7 separate regions of the Mus musculus genome follow, and regions 2, 3, 4, 5, 6 and 7 are each linked to region 1. The links are chromatin contacts, called in public Hi-C and promoter capture Hi-C maps. All regions are on one chromosome and are shown on one strand. The core of a region is the stretch at or near the end of the contact, and the rest is flanking DNA. Distances in the headings are between cores, read along the strand shown.

The links. Promoter capture Hi-C pulls out the DNA fragments that hold promoters and counts their contacts. Hi-C and Micro-C count contacts between places; a contact is called where the count stands out from the background.
Region 2: a promoter capture Hi-C map of pre-B cells shows a contact between it and region 1, with 2.3 times the contacts expected there. The contact joins the promoter of Ubl7 here to the promoter of Snupn in region 1. A contact is called at or near these places in 4 of 39 promoter capture datasets (cranial neural crest, liver, neutrophils and 1 more).
Region 3: a Hi-C map of uterus shows a contact between it and region 1, with 14 times the contacts expected there. The contact joins the promoter of Arid3b here to the promoter of Snupn in region 1. A contact is called at or near these places in 3 of 39 promoter capture datasets (liver and pre-B cells), 3 of 484 Hi-C or Micro-C datasets (CD4 T cells, regulatory T cells and uterus), 1 of 115 datasets of contacts at active chromatin or transcription factors (bone marrow-derived macrophages) and 1 of 9 other capture datasets (adipose tissue).
Region 4: a contact with region 1 is called in a promoter capture Hi-C map of pre-B cells, with 2.2 times the contacts expected there. The contact joins the enhancer-like site here to the promoter of Snupn in region 1. A contact is called at or near these places in 4 of 39 promoter capture datasets (embryonic stem cells, liver, neutrophils and 1 more) and 1 of 9 other capture datasets (liver).
Region 5: a contact with region 1 is called in a promoter capture Hi-C map of erythroid cells, with 22 times the contacts expected there. The contact joins the promoter of Clk3 here to the promoter of Snupn in region 1. A contact is called at or near these places in 7 of 39 promoter capture datasets (the C10 cell line, erythroid cells, hippocampal neurons and 3 more), 3 of 484 Hi-C or Micro-C datasets (B cells, CD4 T cells and uterus) and 2 of 115 datasets of contacts at active chromatin or transcription factors (large pre-B cells and microglia).
Region 6: a promoter capture Hi-C map of pre-B cells shows a contact between it and region 1. The contact joins the promoter of Scamp2 here to the promoter of Snupn in region 1. A contact is called at or near these places in 4 of 39 promoter capture datasets (cranial neural crest, erythroid cells, neural stem cells and 1 more), 1 of 484 Hi-C or Micro-C datasets (embryonic stem cells), 4 of 115 datasets of contacts at active chromatin or transcription factors (bone marrow-derived macrophages, large pre-B cells, microglia and 1 more) and 1 of 9 other capture datasets (adipose tissue).
Region 7: a contact with region 1 is called in a promoter capture Hi-C map of erythroid cells, with 26 times the contacts expected there. The contact joins the promoter of Hmg20a here to the promoter of Snupn in region 1. A contact is called at or near these places in 3 of 39 promoter capture datasets (cranial neural crest, erythroid cells and second pharyngeal arch cranial neural crest), 1 of 484 Hi-C or Micro-C datasets (embryonic stem cells) and 1 of 115 datasets of contacts at active chromatin or transcription factors (effector CD8 T cells).

Annotation. Positions count from the first base shown.
Region 1 is chr9:56,949,576-56,952,273 of GRCm38.p6, reverse strand. It overlaps Snupn (snurportin 1), which reads right to left and starts at 1,366. Exons shown (of 9, transcript NM_178374.4): 1 at 1,321-1,366.
Region 2 is chr9:57,909,591-57,912,288 of GRCm38.p6, reverse strand. It overlaps Ubl7 (ubiquitin-like 7 (bone marrow stromal cell-derived)), which reads right to left and starts at 1,303. Exons shown (of 11, transcript NM_001122873.1): 1 at 1,230-1,303.
Region 3 is chr9:57,835,381-57,838,078 of GRCm38.p6, reverse strand. It overlaps Arid3b (AT rich interactive domain 3B (BRIGHT-like)), which reads left to right and starts at 1,300. Exons shown (of 9, transcript NM_001379353.1): 1 at 1,300-1,397. It also overlaps the pseudogene Gm7547.
Region 4 is chr9:57,819,301-57,821,998 of GRCm38.p6, reverse strand. The region is part of intron 2 of Arid3b (AT rich interactive domain 3B (BRIGHT-like)); the gene reads left to right. Among named protein-coding and RNA genes, the nearest start is that of Arid3b, 16 kb to the left of the region's middle. Within about 2 kb of position 1,323, at least 78 of the 459 cell types and tissues checked have an H3K27ac peak or open chromatin away from gene starts, as enhancers often do. A contact at or near this core is called in pre-B cells, where this site is marked.
Region 5 is chr9:57,763,774-57,766,471 of GRCm38.p6, reverse strand. Clk3 (CDC-like kinase 3) reads left to right here and starts at 1,358. Exons shown (of 13, transcript NM_007713.5): 1 at 1,358-1,398.
Region 6 is chr9:57,559,563-57,562,260 of GRCm38.p6, reverse strand. It overlaps Scamp2 (secretory carrier membrane protein 2), which reads right to left and starts at 1,317. Exons shown (of 9, transcript NM_022813.3): 1 at 1,151-1,317. The coding sequence starts at 1,207.
Region 7 is chr9:56,417,233-56,419,930 of GRCm38.p6, reverse strand. It overlaps Hmg20a (high mobility group 20A), which reads right to left and starts at 1,312. Exons shown (of 10, transcript NM_025812.3): 1 at 1,000-1,312. It overlaps Peak1 (pseudopodium-enriched atypical kinase 1), which reads left to right and starts at 1,881. Exons shown (of 7, transcript NM_172924.3): 1 at 1,881-1,990.

The sequences.
Region 1 (2,698 bases), core at 117-2,616:
GGACAGGATAGGACAGGGTGGAAGGGTACTGGAGAGATGGTTCAGCCATTAGGTTAAAAGTACTGGTTGCGGGGCTGGAGAGATGGCTTGGCGGTTCAGAGCACTGACTGCTCTGCCAGAGGTCCTGAGTTCAATTCCCAGCAACCACATGGTGGCTCACAACCATCTGTAATGAGATCTGATGCACTCTTCTAGTGTGTGTCTGAAGACAGTTGCAGTGTACTCATATAAATAAAAATAAATAAATCTTAAAAACACACACAGCACTAGTTAAAAAAAAAAAAAAAAAAGAGAGTACTGGTTGCTCTTCCAGAGGACCTGGGTTTCATGTGGTAATTCATGACCACCTGTAAACCAATTCCAGGGAACTAACTGGAACTCTCTTCTGACTTTCTTCCCAGCATGGCACCCATGTGGTGTGCAGACATGTAGGCAAAACACACATACACATATGCATATAGGAAAATAAACAAATAAAAGAACAAAGGATGGTGCCATACCTCCACTTGGTAAAGTACTTGCCAAAGTGCGCACCATATTTGCACCAAGCCTTGGGTCTGAAACCCAGGAGAAAAAGAAGAAAGCTGCATTCCTATATCCTAAGACATTAAAAATACTTTTTTTTTTTTCTGTTTTGTTTTGTTTTGGGGACAGGTTTTCTGTCCTGGAACTCTCCTTGTAGTCCAGGCTGGCCTCGAACTCATAGAGACCTGCCTGCCTTCTGAGTGCTGAGATTAAAGGTATGCAACCACCACACCCGGCTAAGAATACTTTCTAAGAAAATTTGTTAAAAGTGACTATTATCAGTGTGGATTTAAGGTGTGCATCAGAGTGTTTGTAAAATAACCGGGAGTATTCAGTAGATAATTACTGAGCTTCCCCGTCAAGGTATCCTGAAGTATGCCATAGAAATGATCCCTAACAGGACCTTACGTGTCATACACCTGCAATGGCAGCAAGGCAGGAGGCCGAGGAAAAGAAGCGAACTAATTCCTAAGTGTCAGGCTCACCCAAGCCTCTTCTCCAGCCCAATAGATGCTCCCACCACACGTCCGTGAACTCTGCCGCCCTCCCCGCTACTGTCTCTCTAGCAATGGAGTCGTTTGTCTTTCGGTTACAGAATTCTCCCTGCCACACATAAATGTTCCTCATGAGTTTGAGCCAGACTGCCTGGAATACAACGACAAAAATATGGCCAAGTCCAAGTCCCCAAGACTGGCCAGCCTCCCCAGGTAACGGCTGCGAAGCCAGCCCTGGGTCATCAGAAGAAGTTTGAGCTTGCGGCTGAGAGAACGCCAAACTAGACAGGGCCAGACTTACCGCACGTCCGTACCACTCGCGCACGCCGCCAGTGCCTGTGCCGACTGACCAATTAGGTGCCTTAGCGGAGCTAGACACGCCCCGCTCAAGCTTGCACTCGAACTTCCGGCTCCGCCTACCGTGGTGCATCGCGGGAGTTGAGTCGGGCAGGACATTACTTCCGCCCTGAACTGAGCGACTCTTCTCCCTAGGGAGGGGCTTCCAGATTTGGTTTAGGCTTTTTCGGGATTCTAGCGAGATTGTCCGCGATACGGAGCCTTCAGTACTGATCGCAAACTTGCCCCGGATCCTTTCACTGACAAAACCGTGACTTCGTGGCCGCCACCTCTCCGGGTGTGCCCAAACTCGAGAGTTGCACTGACAGCCCTTTTGTCTTGCTTGTGCGATTTTCTGAATGGCTTTCAGGTTTCGAACTAATAAACGTTTCTTCCCTTCCTTTTTCCTTTCCCTTTCTTTCTTTCTTTCTTTCTTTCTTTCTTTCTTTCTTTCTTTCTTTCTTTCTCTTTCTTTCTTTCTTTCTCTCTCTCTTTCTCTCTCTCCTTTCTCTCTCTTCTCTCTTTCTTTCTTTTTCTTTCTTTCTTTCTTTCTTTCTTTCTCTCTCTTTCTCTTTCTCTCTCTCTTTCTCTCTCTTTCTCTCTCTCTTCCTCTCTCTCTCTCTCTCTCTCTCTCTCTCTCTCTCTCTCTCTCTTTCTTTGTATAGCCCTGGCTGTCCTGGAACTCACTTTGTAGACCAGGCTGGCCTCGAACTCTGAAATCCGCCTGCTTCTGCCTCCCGAGTGCTGGGATTAAAGGCGTGCAGGCGTGCGCCACCACTGCTATCCCTATTCTCCTTTCTAACATGACGCGGAAAGGGACCTGGCTCGATTCCTGATAGGTAACGTTCAGCATTTGAGTGCAGCACTTAGTCCGGTTTGAAAGTAGTTACATGAGTGACCGAGATTTAGGAGACCCTAAGCAAACCCATACATCGTGTCTGCAGGGTAAGACTTCTAGCATGTAAAATGAAAACAGGACTTGCTACTTAATGCTTATAATGTGAGCCAGATGCGTTGCTTCTAACACCTCAATGAACTGGGGTGTGGCTAGGGATGTTGCTCAGCAATCAATGTGTTTGTATAGCCTGCGCTAAACTTGCAGTGGCACCACCCTGTAATCGAACAACAGGGGGTGAAAGCAGGACTGGCTGGTAGTGCTAGCACATGCCTTTAATGCCAGCTTTCAAGAGGCAGAGAAAGGCAGATCTCTAAGTTAAAGGACAGCCTGGTCTGCAGAGTTCCTGGAAAGTCAGGAGCCCTGTGGGTGGTGGTGGGGGAGTAATTTGGCCAGGGTTGTCAGGAACCATAATGGGACAAGCTAATAACTAGCAGTTGATCATCCT
Region 2 (2,698 bases), core at 54-2,553, 960 kb before region 1:
CACAGAGAAACCCTGTCTCAAAAAAACAAAAGAAAAAAAAAAAAAAAGTAAACACAAAAGGCCAATCAGTTGGATAGGAATGTTGTGAGGTTCAAGCAAGATCACCCAACCCTCTCCCTTCTACACACTCATTTCTGGTTTTCTTCTCCAGCTTTTGATTTAGCTATAACAACACTTTAAGGAGGGCCCTTGTCTCTCTTGCCTGCCCTTATCAGAGATCTATAGCACCACCCAATGTCTTATTGTTAAAACACAGATCTAACAAACTTAACTGCTTAGAAGGCCCCCATTAATCCCAAAGCACTTCTATGAACAGGTGGGTGTTAACTCCACAGCCAGATTACAAACCCATTTATTCTGACGCCTACCAGCTTTCTTCAATAGACCCAGCCCTGCCCCTTTATAACAACACACGTAAGTATACTTCATAACAAAGTTGTCCCCTATATGTAACTCTGCTCACCTCCTGTCTTTGCATATAAGTTCTCTTCCCTTTTTGGCCTCTTAGCAAACTCCTACCAAGACCCACACAAACACATCGGTTCCATGCTCTCTTCTTGGTCACACATTCCCTGTTCCCTCAAGGCAAAAGAGCAACACAAATCAATAGATTTGAGGACAAGTCAGCCAGCTTCATTACCAGATGCCAGACTTAGAAAGCTACCTTCTCTTTGCTGCTTTTTCCCTTGTACAACTTATTTACTTCTCAACTTCTCATTGCGTCCCTCATATTTGTGAAACCCCCCCCATTCTTGAAAGCCAAGACTAGAGCTTTTCTAACACAGTCCCCAGCCTGACATATATGAATGCCCACAAAATAAATCTAAAAATTCAAAGGGTGCAAGAGCCTTGTACCGCAAGACCAGTCCTTGTTACAGACACTATTTCTGCCAAAGAGGTCTCTTGCAGTAAAGACAAGGCTAAGAAAAAACTGTGGTGCGACCCAGCGGACTTCAAGGTACTATCCACCTTTAGGTTTAAAGCGAGAAAGGAGGTTTTTGTATACCGATTTCAATCCTCACAACTGTCTCCTGAAACTGGCATCATTGTCCTTATTTTACAGATCAGGAATAAAGACTCAGAAAGCTGAAGTCTCTTGGCCCAAGGTCACAGATACCTAGTCGTGAGTAGGGACAATGTTGACAACCCCACCTCTCTCGTGGGACCAGTTAGCTACTCCGGACCCACGAGAGCCCCGCGCGCCCAGGGAGGGGGCCCAGCGCCCTCACCCGTCCCGCGGAAGGAACCCGGCCGCAGCGAGCCGCCGGTGTAAACACTCACTCTGGTCCTCTTGCCGGAAACCGGAAGCTCCGCGCTGCATTCTGGGGACTATAGTTTTCACTGAGACCCAGCCCCTTATAAATGGCCGTCCAGCAGCTAGTGGCAATGCTTCCGGGTCCTAGGAGGCGTGAGTGCGAGCACGAGCAGTTTGAGGTCCTAGAAGCCAGTAGGTTGTAGCTTTCTGTCAGACACAATTGTACCACCACCTGAGGTAGGGAGACTCAGTGTGGAATTTTCGAAAGCAGCCAATAGCCCGATGATTCCCGCGCTCTCCAGGGATATATGTGAAGCCTGTTGGTTGTCCCGGGTTTGGAGGAGTCCTAGGCCGGAGGGCGAGCCTTCTCCGAGGGGGACGGGTTCCTAAGTGGACAGGCGCCCCGCGGCCCTTCCGATGAAGACGCAGTTCTCCCACGTAGCCAGCCTCTTGTGCTTCTTGCTCCTTTCTCCCAGGAAACCTGCCTTGTGGCAGCGCACCAGGGCGCTAAAAGTTGAGTCCGTAAGGGGAGTGATTAAGTCGGGTTTCTGGCCCACCGCGAACATGCAACAATGGGGTTTATAACACAGTCATTCGTAGAATCAGTTTGGGGAGGGGAATTTCCACTGAACTTTCGTGGAGACACTGCCTGTTTTAGATGGCTGAGAAACTAATGCACAATCAAATTGGATTGAGTTTACACAAAAGTTAGAGTTAGCTAAACTCAAGAGAGAAGTGATTTTTCTCAGAAAGTTCCACAATTAAGGAAAACAATAACCAAAAACAACCAACTTTAAAACTGTGAAGCTGAGGGACGGGTGAGATGGCTCAGCAGGTAAAAGCACTTGCATTCAAACCTGAGGACCTCCCCGGGAACAAATGGTGAAAGGATTGAACTGACTCCCCAAAACTGACCACACACACACACTAATAAAAAAATGTAATTTTAAAAGATAAAGTTCAGGCTGGAGAGAAGGCTCAGCAGTTAAGAGCACTGAGTGCTCTTCCAGAGGTCCTGAGTTCAATTTCCAGCAACCAAGTGGTGACTCACAGCCATCTATAATGGGATCCGGTGCCCTCTTCTGGTGTGTCTGAAGACAGTGACAGTGTATAAAATACATAAATAAATCTTTTTTTTAAAAAAAGTTCATAATAGCTACTGTGTACACAAGTGTAAAAGTTGTATTCTTGCCGGGCGTGGTGGCGCACGCCTTTAAGCCCAGCACTCAGGAGGCAGAGTCAGGCAGATTTCTGAGTTTGAGGCCAGCCTGGTCTACATAGTGAGTTCCAGGACAGCCAGGGCTACACAGAGAAACCCTGTCTCGAAAAACAAAACAAAACAAAAGTTGTATTCTTGTACAGTCCACTCTAGGACAGAACTCGGGTAGTAACTGAGTACAATAGCTTAACAGAGAAAAAGCAAACTACACATACATAATTAAC
Region 3 (2,698 bases), core at 51-2,550, 890 kb before region 1:
GGCCAAGAGGATCAATGTGCGGATTGAGCACATCAAGCACTCGAAGAGCAGGGACAGCTTCCTGAAGCGGGTGAAGGAGAACGATCAGAAGAAGGAAGCCAAGGAGAAGGGCACCCGGGTGCAGCTGAAGCGCCAGCCTGCGTCAACCAGAGAAGCACACTTTGTGAGGACTAACGGAAACTGCTGGAGCCCATTCCATATGAATTCATGGCCTAGTGGACAAAAAAGAAATAAGGGACCAGGACTGCAACAAAACAAAACAAACAACAACAACAACAAACCATAAAAGTTTTCATCAGGAACTGAGATGGATTAGTGAGTTAAGAGCGTGGCGCCAAAGAATAAGGGTCTAAATTTGGATATCCAACGCCTCAGTAAAAAGCCAGGTGTGGTGCACACCTGCAATCCTAGCATTTCAGAAGTAAAGACAGGATTCCTGGAGCTTGATGGTCAACTACTTTTGCTAAATAGGTGAGCTACCTTCTAACAAGAAAGAAAAGAGGGGAAGGGAAGGAAGAAGGGAAGGGACAAGAAAAGCCAGTGGCAATAAGTTCTAGGTTTTGGCTGGGATTGTTTTAAGACCCAAAACTAAGCGAGCCATAGACTCTGGATCAAGGATGATGGTCAGTTGGGAGAAAGGTAAAACAAGGAGGTGCATGCATAAATTCACAGAAGTTCCCCAGAGTTAGGAGTCCCAGAAGACAAGGTTTTGTTGTTTTATTGTATAAGCGGTGCCAGGATTCAGCTTCTACCTTTGGAACCTGAAGAAAGAAAACATTAACCCCTGTGACGAGGTGAGGTTGGGGATGGATAGAGGTGGTGTTCCAGAACAGGAAAATTTCAATCCAAAAAGTGAAATTTAGAAAAAAACTAATAAAAGGCTGGAATGCTTCATTAAGACTAGCTGAAAGTTAGCACTCTTTATTCCTTTCTTTCACTTATTACAAACAATTCACAACCACGGCAGCCAGAAACCCGTGTGCTGTAGTCAGTCCTACTCTTTTCAACTCCCCGCGAAAGCACTCACACCGGAACTCCTCTGAGTCCGTGCTCTCCCATTGGCCGAAGCCTCCGCCCGCCTTAAATGGCTTCCGCCCACGGCTTCAACCAGAGGGCGGTCTCTAGGAGTCACTTCCGTCTCGCACTACCCACCCACCCCCACCTCGTTCCCTTTTTAGCTGCTTCCGGCCTCGGGCCCCGCCCCCCACCGTGGGGCCCCGCCCCTACCTGCCCCTCCCCCGCCCCGGGCTGACGGCCGGGCCCCGCAGCACAGCTTCCGGTGCGGGCCCCGCCCCGGCTGTGGCCCCCAGCTGCGGAGGAGTAGCAGGCTCAGCTGCTACGCTGGGGTCTGAGCGGCTGCCTCCTCCCTACCCGCGAGCCCGGAACGCTGCACATAGGTGAGCGGCGCGGGTCGTGGTTCTTTCTGCCGCGGCGGGAGAGGGGCTGTGGCAGGTGGAGGGGACCGAAATGGGAGCCGAGGCAGGTGTGTAGGGGAGACGCGGGCTAGTGAAGCCGGGGTCCGCTGAGAAAAAGTGAGAGCATCGGGAGGAGCCCCGTCCTCCCGGTGTCCAAAGGAGTGGTTTGAGATAAAGAGATGGGAAAGGTAAGGGACCCCCCCCCCCTTTTGGCAACCGCAGAGCGAGCTTAGATGGAGTAATTAGAGAAGAGCCGGGAGATTGGCAAAGGGGGCTTGGTGGAAGTAAAAGTGATAGGGCTCCATTGGGTGGGAGGTAAAGAATGGAAAGAGGGGTCGAAGAGGGTCGGGGACAGAGCTGGAAACGAAGGTAAGGGAAATGGTCACCAAGGCCGGGCTCAAGCGGCAAGCAGTCCGTTGCTCTCGGTTTGGAGGTCCGGGAAGTTTAAAAAACCCGAGCGAGGGATGGAGAGATGAAGTTAGATTTCGGAGACGTAAATTCTCTAGATGTTAGTAGTATTGTTTGAATCCTTGGCTGCTTAGGGATTGGGATGAGATGGACTCTTCGGGAGGATGTGCCAATTGAGTTGTAAAACGGAGTCATCTCTGTCTTAATAAAGACGCTATCGGACACCCCTCTCCCTTGCTGAGGAAAGCCTACCGAGAAGATGGTGCCAACCAGAAAAGAAGCAGTTGTACTATGACTGGCAGGAGTTGGTTGAAATATTCCAGTTGTGTTGTTTGACTTTAAAGATTATACGAATATTTCTAAATGACCAGTGAATTGCTTGCTCTTCTTTTGTGTGCGTTTTGTTTTGTCCCCAACGGGGTTTTTATTTTAAAGGAACAATTTTGCCAACTTTCAGGCTTCCCTACAGAATAAGAACTAAAGCAGAAAGAAAGTATTGCTGCAGGCATAACTTATACTTTCCAAACTGCCAGGAGGAGGGACAGGCAGTAAGGGGCCAATTGGAATTGGAATCTTTTATCCGCCTATGAAAGCTACAACCAAGTGCTTCTAAGAAACAAAATGAGATTTGTCTAGCATGGCTCTGGTTGGTTTTTGAACTCCCCGCCTCCCCAGCTTTAAAAATTATACTCTTTAAACGTGTAAAAATTTATATAAATCAAAGCCATTTTTTTTTCTTGTTAGAGATTAGTTCTCCCATGAATTTTTGAAGATGGTAAAAGGTTACATTTTCTTATCTTCCAACTCAATCCTAAAACACTGGGACAATGCAAATATCAAGTCCCAACCTGCACAGTGCCGCTTCCCCTTTCATG
Region 4 (2,698 bases), core at 74-2,573, 870 kb before region 1:
ACCATTCTTTTGACACACGCTTTTGAATTTGCCTGCGTGTTTTTCCTTTGTTCTGTCCTCACCTGTGTAATTGTTGGTTTCCTCCTGTGGGGCTTTGCTCTGTCTTCTTTGTAAGCTCATTTGGTAGGGCTTTATTTGTAAAAGACTGTCCACTTAAGGGTGTTTGGTTTCGCCTGTGCTAGGCTCTGCTTAGCAGCTGAGACTCATAGGCTTGTGCCTAGTCAGAGGCTGACTTGCAGTGGGCGCTCTGGGCTGACGGCGGCAAAGCCGTGTGCCCCTCTAACCTGGCAGGCTCTTCTGTAGTGATTTCTGTTCTGGCTCTTGATACACCTGAGACAGGCACCTTGGCGTCTAGGGTTGGGGAAACAATTAAATCCCCAGCCCTCACCCCTGGTAAGAGCTGTAGTTGCCCTTTCTTCCCCTTCAGCCCCCAGCATGGTAGCACATGCTTTTAATCTCAGCATTCAAAAGGCAGAGGCAGGCAGGCAGGCAAATCTCTATGTGTTCAAGGATAGTCTGTTCTAAATAGTGAGTTCCAAGCCAACTGAGGATACCTGGTGAGACCCTGTCTCAAAAAAGAAAAGATAAAGAAACAGAGCTTGATGCTCAGCTGACAGAGATGCAGCTAGTTGCCTGGTGACCTAAGTCTGGCCCCCTAGGACTCATGCAGTGGAAGGAGACAAGGCTCACAGCCCCTCCCCCCAATAAATACATTAAAAAGTAATAATTAAACTTTAAATTTAAAAATCAAGTTGGGCAACAATAGGAGTAGGGGCCAGTGTTGAAGCTGACTAGAGCTCTGTGAGAAGTAACCTTGACATGTAGGTTAACATGTGTGAGGTAGAAGTCACCTGGGGGTGGTTTCTTGGTAAGTCTATACCTTTTTAGATGTTTCAAATCACATATTTTGTTTAACAAAAACAGTAGCCCCACGTGTTGTATGTACTTCAGCTGGCTTTTCTCTTGTGAATGTGCGTGATGCTGTGTCTGTGCCTGCTTTCTTGCTGCTGCTTTTGTAGTGCTGAAGATTGAACCCAGGCTCTGCTACGGGCAGGCAAGCTCGCGAGCGCTCAGCTTTAGCACTTGCTCCTACTTCCCTTCAGTTCTCGATTCCAGTGCTTAGCTCTGTGGGGAGGAGTAGACTAGGATTTCTGTAGGCTTTGTTCAGAATTAGAGGAGTCAGTAGTTTTTCCACCTCAAAATATCCTTTCCTTGCTAGTGGTTTTGTTTCTTTCTTTTTCTTTTTTTTTCTCCTATGTGTTTTAACAGCTAGGACTTTTGTCCTGTGACCATGACTGGCTCTAGTTCACTGAGCCGGGACCTCTCATCATTCCTTTTGTCTGTCTGTCTAAGGGCAGATGAGGAAAGAGGGAAGTAGCCTGTATGTGGTCTCAGCAGGAAGGCCCTGCGCTGCCTTCTGCTTCCTTGCAGACAGAACAGGGAAGAGGTAGGTAGAGTCTCTCAATGGTTTCATTACTTTAAAAACAGCTTTATGAAGACTTGTCTAGACTCACAAAGCTTTGGGTTCAGTCCCCAGCACCTCATAGGCTGGGGGTGTGGTGTCTTAAATTCCGCAGTGCAGAGAGGGCCAGTAATTCAGCGTCGTCATCAGCACACACGCCAGTCCACAGCCCAGGCTGCCTAAGACCTGTCTCAGTAATCAGTCGGTCTATATAACTCCTGCTGTTTTCTCTCCGATCGTAGGAGTCATTTGGGCTCAGTTAGGAAATATGGAGAATATACAAATTTATAAAGAAAAGGTAACAATCAACCACAGTCATATAACTTAGCTAGAACTATAAACATTTGTGGTATTTCCTTTGTATTTTAAAGGAAAATGCCTACTATATGTTTATTATTTTATTTTATATACAGTTTTGTGCTCTGCTTTTATTACCTGATAGTCTGGACATTTTTTATTATTTAAGTAAATGCTAAAGTGTCATTTGTAAAATTTAATTAATGGTGGTACACACTTTTAGTTCAGTACTTGGGAGCCCGAGGCAGGTAGATCTCTGTGAGTTCAAGGATAGGCCGGTCTATGTAACAAACTCCAGGCCAGCCAGGGTTGCGTAGTGAAACTCTGTCTTAATAAAATAAAATACAATTTTCAAAAATTTGAGACAGGATATCACTCTGGCCTTTGCTGTCCTCAAGCTTAGAATCTTCCTGCCTCTGCTTCCCAAGTACTGGGATTACAAATTTGATTCATTATGTCTGTCAAATGTATTTTAAAGTATTTGAGAAGTAAAAATGACATATACCTTAAAATGTATGAAGTAAAAGTCAGCAGGACTTTGGGGTGGTTTCTTGGTAAGTCTATACCTTTTCAGGCTTTTAAAAATTACCTTTTTATTTATATTTTTAACAAAAACAGTAGCCCCACGTGTTGTACTTCAGCTGGCTTTTCTCTTGTGAATGTGCGCGATGCTGTGTCTGTGCGTGGTTTCTTGTCTACTGCTTTTGTAGTGCTGAAGATTGAACCCAGGCTCTGCTACGGGCCAGGCAAGCTTTTTAACCACAAAGCTAAGCCTCACCCTTTATTCGTGTTTTTATAGTCAGAGTACAAACCTAGAGTCTAAAAAGTAAACCTGAGGGGCTAGAGAGATGGCTCGGTGGTTAAGAGCACTTGCTGCTCTTGGAAGTACTATCTCCCCACTCCCACCCCAAACCCCACTGTGTTGGGTGGCTCACAGCC
Region 5 (2,698 bases), core at 109-2,608, 810 kb before region 1:
CTGGATATTTCAATCTTTGGCTTCTAGGCTGGAAACCAATGGGGCAGGACTCGGGCAGAAGCAGTTGAAATGGCTGTTGAATGTCTGTGGGGTTGGAAGGTGACTATGAGTCAGTTTGAGTTTGCAAAACATAATCACCCAGCTTTTTAACTCAACCGCTTTTACTTGGTTGGTGATGAAGATGCCGGGCCATTACGTCAGAACCAGAGGCAAAGCTCTCTAAAGGCAGTTTCATCACTGCAGGGGGGCCTAGGGAGCCACAGCACCTGGTGGGCGCGCATCCCGTACGGGGAGGGGACACCTGGGAAACCCTGGCTGTCCGCGTTGAGTCAGCAAGATCCTAAAGCTATGCCCCGCCCTGGCCGGCCGCCGCAGCCTCGCGGACCTCGCGTGGCGTGGGGCAATTAGGCGCGGCACCCGCCCGCTTGGCTGCGCGACGCGCGGGGGCGGGGACGCTGTCAAAGCGAGGCCCAACCAAAGGACCGCGACTTGTATTCTCTTCTGAAAAAAAAAAAAATAAGACCTCATGATCCTGCCACGACAAAGCGTTGGACAGTAGGTGGGAGGGGTCTAGACTGGGTGCCTCACGCCCGATGCCGCAGCGAAAGGACGGGCTGAGTGACTCGAGTGGCAGAGCGGGAGCGCGGCGCGGCTCGGGGCTTTTGTGTGGCGCGGGTTTCCTAGCAAGACTGACAGCAAGACGCTCTGAGGTGTTCAAGGGAAGGGGACGATTTCTCCGTCAGACCCCACCGCCGAGGCTCGCGGGGATCTTCCCGGAGACTGCTCGCTCGAGCCAGCTGGGGCGTGGCACCAGGACTTTCAAAAAACCCGCACAAGCCGAGAGCAGAATGTGTCGTTTGCTTCTTGCGCGCAAGCGGAGTCGCGCCCGCCTTCCTCTGCCCGGGCGCACCGACCGCCTTCGTCTCTAGCGCCCTCCCGGGCCCCGGGAGAACAATGCCGGTCCTCTCCGCGCGCAGGAAGAGGCTGGCGAGCACAGCTGGGCCGCGGCGGGGAAGCGGCCCCAGCCTGGCAGTCCGGTGGGTTCCTCCTTTAGGCCCAGAGCCGTCCTCAGACCGTGGTCGCGCACCGATGCGGCCTCGGGGGCCTACGTGCAGCACCACACGGAGAGGGGCAGGCCGCGGCCCGAGGCTGCTCCCGGGACCTCCGGGAAGAGACCTCCACCGATGTCGCCCGGACCCTGGCGGGGCAGGCCAGTCCCCCAGAGTCTGCGAGTTCGGGGCTAGAGCGGTCAGGCCTCTGGGCCGGGTCGAGCCCGGGCCGCCGACGGCTGCGTCACGCGAGGGGGCGGTGCTGCCACGGGCGGAGGCCAGAGCCGGAAGCGGAAGAGGCGCTCGGAGTGGGGAGTGGGGCCTAGCCGCAGCCGGAGCCTGGGAGACGGTGAGTGTGGGCCCGAGCCCGTGGCCGGGCAGCTGGGGTGAGTCGGTGGGGACGGCCACGCCGGTACGGGTACCGTGCCACCCGGTCGGGTCTCGGCTTGGACCTATTTCCCTCTTCGGCCCACGTCAGGCCGCGGTCCCGACCTCTCACCCCTGACCCGCCGCTTCTCTCCCTGAGGGCGGTCACTGCAGACCCCTTTTCTGGTTCCCGCGGTGTTGGAGGCGGAGCTCCAGCGGCCTCGGAGCCGGCTGGGAGGCTTCCCTTTGGGTCCCGCGCCGGCCCGCTGGCTGGGTCGCGTCCGACCTAGGCTATCCTGGAAAGGCTTTCCCTGCCCCGAGCTCGAGGCTTAGCCCGCAGATCTCCTTCGCGCGCCGCCTGGAGTTTGATTCTGGCCCAGGCTGGCCATCCCTTTGGTCGCCGGGTCTTCCCTTGGCGGTTACGGGGAACGGGGCTCTGAGATCCCTGGGATTCGGGCAGAAGGAAGGGACTCGAGTGCGGGCCGCCGGCCCCCTCCGTGTTTTGTTATGATGGAACCGCTCCATCCCGGAGAATGGGCCAGACCAAGCCAGGAGTACAAATGTCCAGGCTGCTCCTCGGTCCGGTCGGGAGCCTCTATGCTTTAGTTCCGGGTGCGGGTGCCCTGATGCTTGGGTGGGAATTGCCAGAGTCTAGCCCCCATCAAGGCGGAGTTGGCGGCCTTCCAGTTTCCCTCCTCCGTGCCCTTGAAAAGGAGGAGCGTTTTTGCCCGGTGGCAGCCGCAGATTGCGAGGTGGCAGGTTTGAGGTTGCAGTGGTGGGGCACTGCCAGCCAAAAATAACCATGGGTCGCTTGGGTGGCAGGAATCCGGGAGGGCAGCCGCTGACCTGGCTGGCTGCTCTTCTTGTTAGCCCGGTTCTCTAGCCAGGAACAGCAAATGAGAAGCCAGAGAGGCCTGTGCTCATAGAAAAATTGGCATCCAGTAACTTGGTCTCATTGGTCACATTGCCTTTTTCTTCATTGTTCAGAGCAGAGCCTCCCAAAGCATAATTGTGGCCTTTACGTTTTAAAAAGCTTCTTTGCCGAGGACTCATGGAATCGGAGAATTTGTGAGAAATAGGCTCAAACGACCTGGCTGGGAGGAGGACATGGGCCACCTGGTAGCTCCCATTTTTCACCTGCCTGGGATGCGTTGCAAGGGAGATTATCTCCATTACTGCCTATGTGTGGTACTTCATGGCCAAAATATTGGGCCATCTTTGCCAGTATGAGAGGTGTTATCTTCATTTTTCAGGCATGACAATTTAGGTCTAGAGTGACTTGT
Region 6 (2,698 bases), core at 68-2,567, 610 kb before region 1:
TTTGCCTAGAACGAACAAAGCTCTGGTTCAATCCCATTACTGCAAAACTTCAAAAGAGAAGATGGTCATACTCTACTCCCTGAGTGTATAACCATCTAGTTCAAGGCGCCTTTGCTTTGCTCCCACCCTTGGAAGGACCCACCCTGGAAAAGCTCAGTGGACTTCTCCAACACCTTCAGGAAATGCTGAAGCTGTAGAGGACCAAAATAAAGCACCAGCAAGACGAATTCAAGAGCTTGGTGACATACTAACACCGGAGGAACAGCTGCGCTCATAAATCCCCAGTCATCACAAGCATGCGTCCCTCAAACTGGTTTCGGGCAGACATGAAAGGAGAAGTAGAACGCGCCTTGGCACTAAAAGGAGTTCCAGTTCTTCAACATAGACAACTGGGCATCTCTGCGTTCTCCACGCGAAGGTTTTGGCTTAGGTCCGAAGACTGTTGTATTCTTTCAAAGTTCCAAAGGTCAGGCCGGTAACCACCCATGCAGATTTGTCAGACCCGTGTACCTTGGGCTCCAAGCTCCTTCACCTCCCTCTCCTCAAAGTGTGTGGCCCAAACTCAATCCAAACAAAGTGCTTGGCCAATAAGTAATTTTCTGGCTTGGCCTCTCTTCCTACCCTCTCTCAGCCTTCTTGATAAACACTAGGGACTCTCCTGTACTTTAGATGCTTGCTTCGCTACTGCTGTTGCTGTTAGGTGTTGGGTTATCTCCACATTTCTCCACCCCAACAGACTTCTACTTCCTCATTATGTTTCAATGAGCCTTTCTCCTAGGATGACTCAATACAGGTAGATCCCCCAAGACTGTAGAAATGGCACAGCAACATTTTGCTTCCCTTTCTGACTCTAAGACACCTCCCCAGGATAAGCGCGTGCTTGGCCCTTTTCTCCAGCAGAGGCCGGTCGGATGGGCTACAACCCGGGGTGCTCTAAGTGCCCACTTCTTTACAGCGCCCCGCCCCCTTGCCGCAGTTCCACCTGTTGCAAAGTCCCGCCTCCATACAAACTATGATAGGCCAGCCTTCAGATACCGCTCTCCCATTGGACAGGTGATCCGTCCCTCCTACGCCACGTCCCCGGCTCTGGCGAAAGAGGCCCAGGCCGCAGCCCTTTTCCCTAAAGAAATCTGAGAATTGGGGGTTCTACCTGGAAGGGGTTTACGTCCACTGGGTCCGCGAAGGGGTTAGTGTCGAAGGCCGACATGGTGATCGAGGGCCAGCGGGTGATCTCCGCGAGCGCTACTGCCTTTGGTCACTCAGACCCAGCGGCACACAGTGTAAACCCTCCACTTCCGGGAGCAAGGCAGCCGTTCTGGCGCAGGCGTAGCGCCCTCTGTGGGGGCGTGGCCCTGGACGTCACAAAGGTCCGTTCCGCCCCTGCCCAGCCTATTAGAAAGCGAAGGTTATTCATTCTGTCTCCATCCACTTTCTTTTTATCTCCAGAGATGCTGAGGATAGAATCCAGGGTCTCACGAATAATAGACATAGGTGTAGCCTTGAGCTACATACCCAAACCTTCTATCCACTTAGTCCTCCGGTGCAGAATCTCTTCTGATGTCTTCCTTCCTATGTGTATTTATTTTGAGCTTCCAAATAAAGGACTGGCAGGAAAGGATCATGCATTCATTCCTAGAGGGCAAAATTGAGGCGTTCGAGCAAGTCCCGGACCAAAAGGACAGGGGAGACATGTCAAACAGGAGTTATCTGAACAACTGTGCTCCAGGATAAAGCTGGAAGACCTTGCATCAACCCCTGCCCTAGATAAGCAGGATTTCTTTTAGGCTCCACCCTCCTGTGATTTCATAGATATCCTAGAGGTGGTAGTTAATTCACTCACAAACTCACAAACTTATTTATCCATGTCTTTCGGGCCGCTGTGAAATCTAGCTTGAATCGTTTCTTACCCTGGAATAGAACAGCGCTACTGATTGGTCTATTCTTGTGTTGCAACCAGATGGGTTTTTTGATTTTTGTGGTTTTGGTTTGTTTGTTTTGTTTTTATTTGGGGGGTTGTTTGTTTGTTTTGTTTTGTTTGCTTTTGGTTGTTTGGTTATTGTTTTTCCAGGGTTTTTGGCAGGTTGGTTTGCTTTTCTTGGTTTTGTTGCCTTTTTATTGTTTGTAGGTTTGAGGAATCTCTCATCCTAGAGTCTGATTGATACTCTTCTCACCAGCTAAGAAAAAAAAAATTCCAGCATAATTACCATTTACTGTTAAAGGCTGTTGACATAAAGTTAATATTCCTTTACTATGTGTATATTTTATGTTAGAGTAAAATGAATCAGGCTTAAAGCTTGAATGTTCATGTCCTTTTCCAAGATATTTCCTAAGAATCTCAAACAAAACTATTTACAATGAAGACATCATCTTTCTACATCCTGGGGAGTTTATCAACAGTAATCTGACAGGTCCACTTCAGAACTACCCAGTGATCTCGTTTAAGCTTTTTTTTTTTTTTTTTTTTTTTTTAATAGTCATGGTGGTAGTAGTAGTCATTCTTGTAGTGGTAGTAGTGATGCTGTGTGCACATGAGGGGTGGATGGGAGCGCATGTGTTAGGGGCTAATGTGGAGTTGGTTCTCTCCTCCCACATTTATGTGATTTTCAGGGACTGAACTCAGGTCACCAGGCACAGCAGCAAGCACCCTCACCCCTAAACCATTCTGCTGTGTGAAGTCCACTTGTTTAGTTTGCCCTCA
Region 7 (2,698 bases), core at 63-2,562, 530 kb after region 1:
TCATCTTTAGTTCTTCCCGAGACATTTTCCTCTCACTCAGTACGTCACTGAACTTGCCATCCTTTGGCCAGGTTTTAAAACCATAAATAGACCTCATTTTTCAATCAGTAACAAACTCAAATTACAAACGGGGAGACACCATAAAATGCATCTTTCATAAACATCCCAAGAAAGCTACATGAAAACAACACTAAAGTGGATGATGTCTTCTCCAGCATGAGGTGAATCCTTAAGTCCTAAAGGAACAGTTCTAAGTATGTAACACATTAGTGCCCTTTATTACGGTAACATCAAATCGGAGTACTGCAGCATGACACTCTCTCCCTCTGCAAACATGAAAATGCCCTGTAATTTGTGTGAACTATTCGGTACTCTAACTTATAAACTACCTCCTTAAAAGAGCGGCTAAGGAGCTCCTGTTCCGTGTCTAGGTAGAGCCTACACTACTTCACTCAGTTAAGGACAAGCTTGACTTGGGTGCAAGGGTGGGCAATTCACAAGTCACATAACAAAGTATGTAATCTTGCAGAGAATTTTAACAAGGTGTTTAAAATTCTTTGGAGACAGCATTAAGACAATCTTGCTGGGGAGAGATTTTCCAATTTACACACAGAAACAAAATACATAAATTCTGATCGTGGCCTGGTGATTATCATAATTTGGGGAAATAACCGAACTTGTGACGTGAAAATACAACCCCAAGGCTGTAGGAACTCTCTCTGAGAATGGCACAAACCAACACCTTTTCTGGCTCTCATCAACACGGGAAGTGGCTTGGACACCCCCCAAACATCATCCTACCCCCACAGGAAGTGAGTTACAGTTCCCCCTCCCCTATGACAGCATGTCTCCCTTCCCCCAACCGGAAGTGAGGCGCCCCCATTCAGTGGGCCTTAAACCAAGACAAACCAATAACAGCAGCAGCAAAAGAAGGATGATCTTCAAAGGGGGAAGGACATCTCGACTGTTGCCACCCCCATGCTCGTCTTGCTTACTAACCTGCTGACGGCAGGAGCAGGCAGGGGCCTGGGGACTAATGAAAGTCCCTTGCACAGAGGACAATTCCCTCAGCCCCTCGCAATCGCCTTCACTCTTCACTCCGTCGTCTCACAGCTTGACAGAAATTCCTCCGCAGTACTTTATTTTGGTGTCTTTTCTTACTCTTTACCTAATCACTTAGTCACCTCCAGATAGGTAACTTCTTTTAACGTGGTAATACTGAGAATTGTTCCGTTGAGGAGAGACGTGAAATGTTATACCCGATACTTTCAGAGAAATGAAGGGATTATTTTGCCCAATGCGGCGAAGGACTACGTGACCACGCAAGGTGAGACACACTTTCGCGAAGGTTCTTGGGAAATGTAGTTTTCATTTTCATTGCTAAGGCTCTCAAAAAATAGTGGGACTTAAATTTTAATTACTGTATACTGGACTCTTAGAGGATAGTTATTCTGTACTAGACGAATGGCTGACTTAAGGTGATTCGGCCCCGAAAAAAATCCAAATCTGCGCTGTTTCTTTCCACTGGCGTTTAATTGAACCCAAATTCCCCGTCACATGGACTCAAGGTCCCTGCCGCCCCGCCCCCTGGCTTTGGCTCCACCCCTCAGCCAATCAGACTTTCTCTAGCTCGTGTTCTCCGGATATTGGCACTCAGGGAGGCGTGGCCTCTTGTCAACTCCTCCCATGGGGCTGAGAGTAGAGCTCGGAGACCGCCGAGGTTTGGTGCGGGCACGCGCGGGCGAGCGCGCGCGGTCTGAAGAAGTGAAGCGGCAAGGGTGCGCGCGGCGGGGCGGCGTGCAGGGTTGGGAGGAGCGAGCGGACTGGTGGGCTGGGCGGACGGAGAGCGGCCGGGAGCGCGCTGTGGACTCCGCGGCCGCGAGTAGTTAGTTAGTTGTGTCAGTTGCTCGGTGGAGGCGGCCGCGATCACCAGAAAGGGGACGGGACAGGAGGCAATGCTGAATATCGCAACGGCTTGTGCTCCCCTCAGGTAACGGGGGCAGGGTTGCCCACGTACCCTCCGGTCCCTTTCCCACACGCGCTGGCTTATGGGGCCAGGGTCGCCGAGAGGTGAGGACGCGGACCTAGGGGGGATCGGGACTGGGTGGCGCCGCAGGGGCTCGGCAGCCCGTGCGTCCTGCGGGGCGCGGGCTGCAGTGCCCCGGCCACCCACGCGCCCCGCGGGCGCCGCGAGCCCTCTCATGCCCCCCACCGGCCCAGGCCTCGTTACCCTGGCTGCGATGGTCCCGGGAGCGCGGCGCCCCCCAGAGGAGGGAAAGTTGGAACCTGGCGGCTAGGGACTTCCCGGGGCTGGGCTGCGAGGCTCCAGGGGAAAGTGAAGCCTTAGAGGAGCTGGAGATGTGGAGGCTGGGGCAAGAAGGGCTTCTGCCTAGTCTGTATGGTCGCCTCACTCCCAGACTTTGGAGGATCAGGCTCAGCCTTGCCTCAGCAGTCAGGACGGAACCGGTGGCTCTGTGCCTGCTCACTTTACGCTCTGGCCAGGGAGCCCCTAATGTGCGCAGGCTTCCTAGGTTGCTTAGGGGTTTGGGATTTTGAGAGGCTGGGTTAGACATTTGTTTTTCTTTGCCCTTTGGCTTATGGGTTCTTGCCAATTTCCTTTCCTCCTTCGAAGAGGACTACCCATCTGAATTGGGTCCCCTTCTCGTTATCCCCCATCTTATGCTCCATTTGTTGGAGA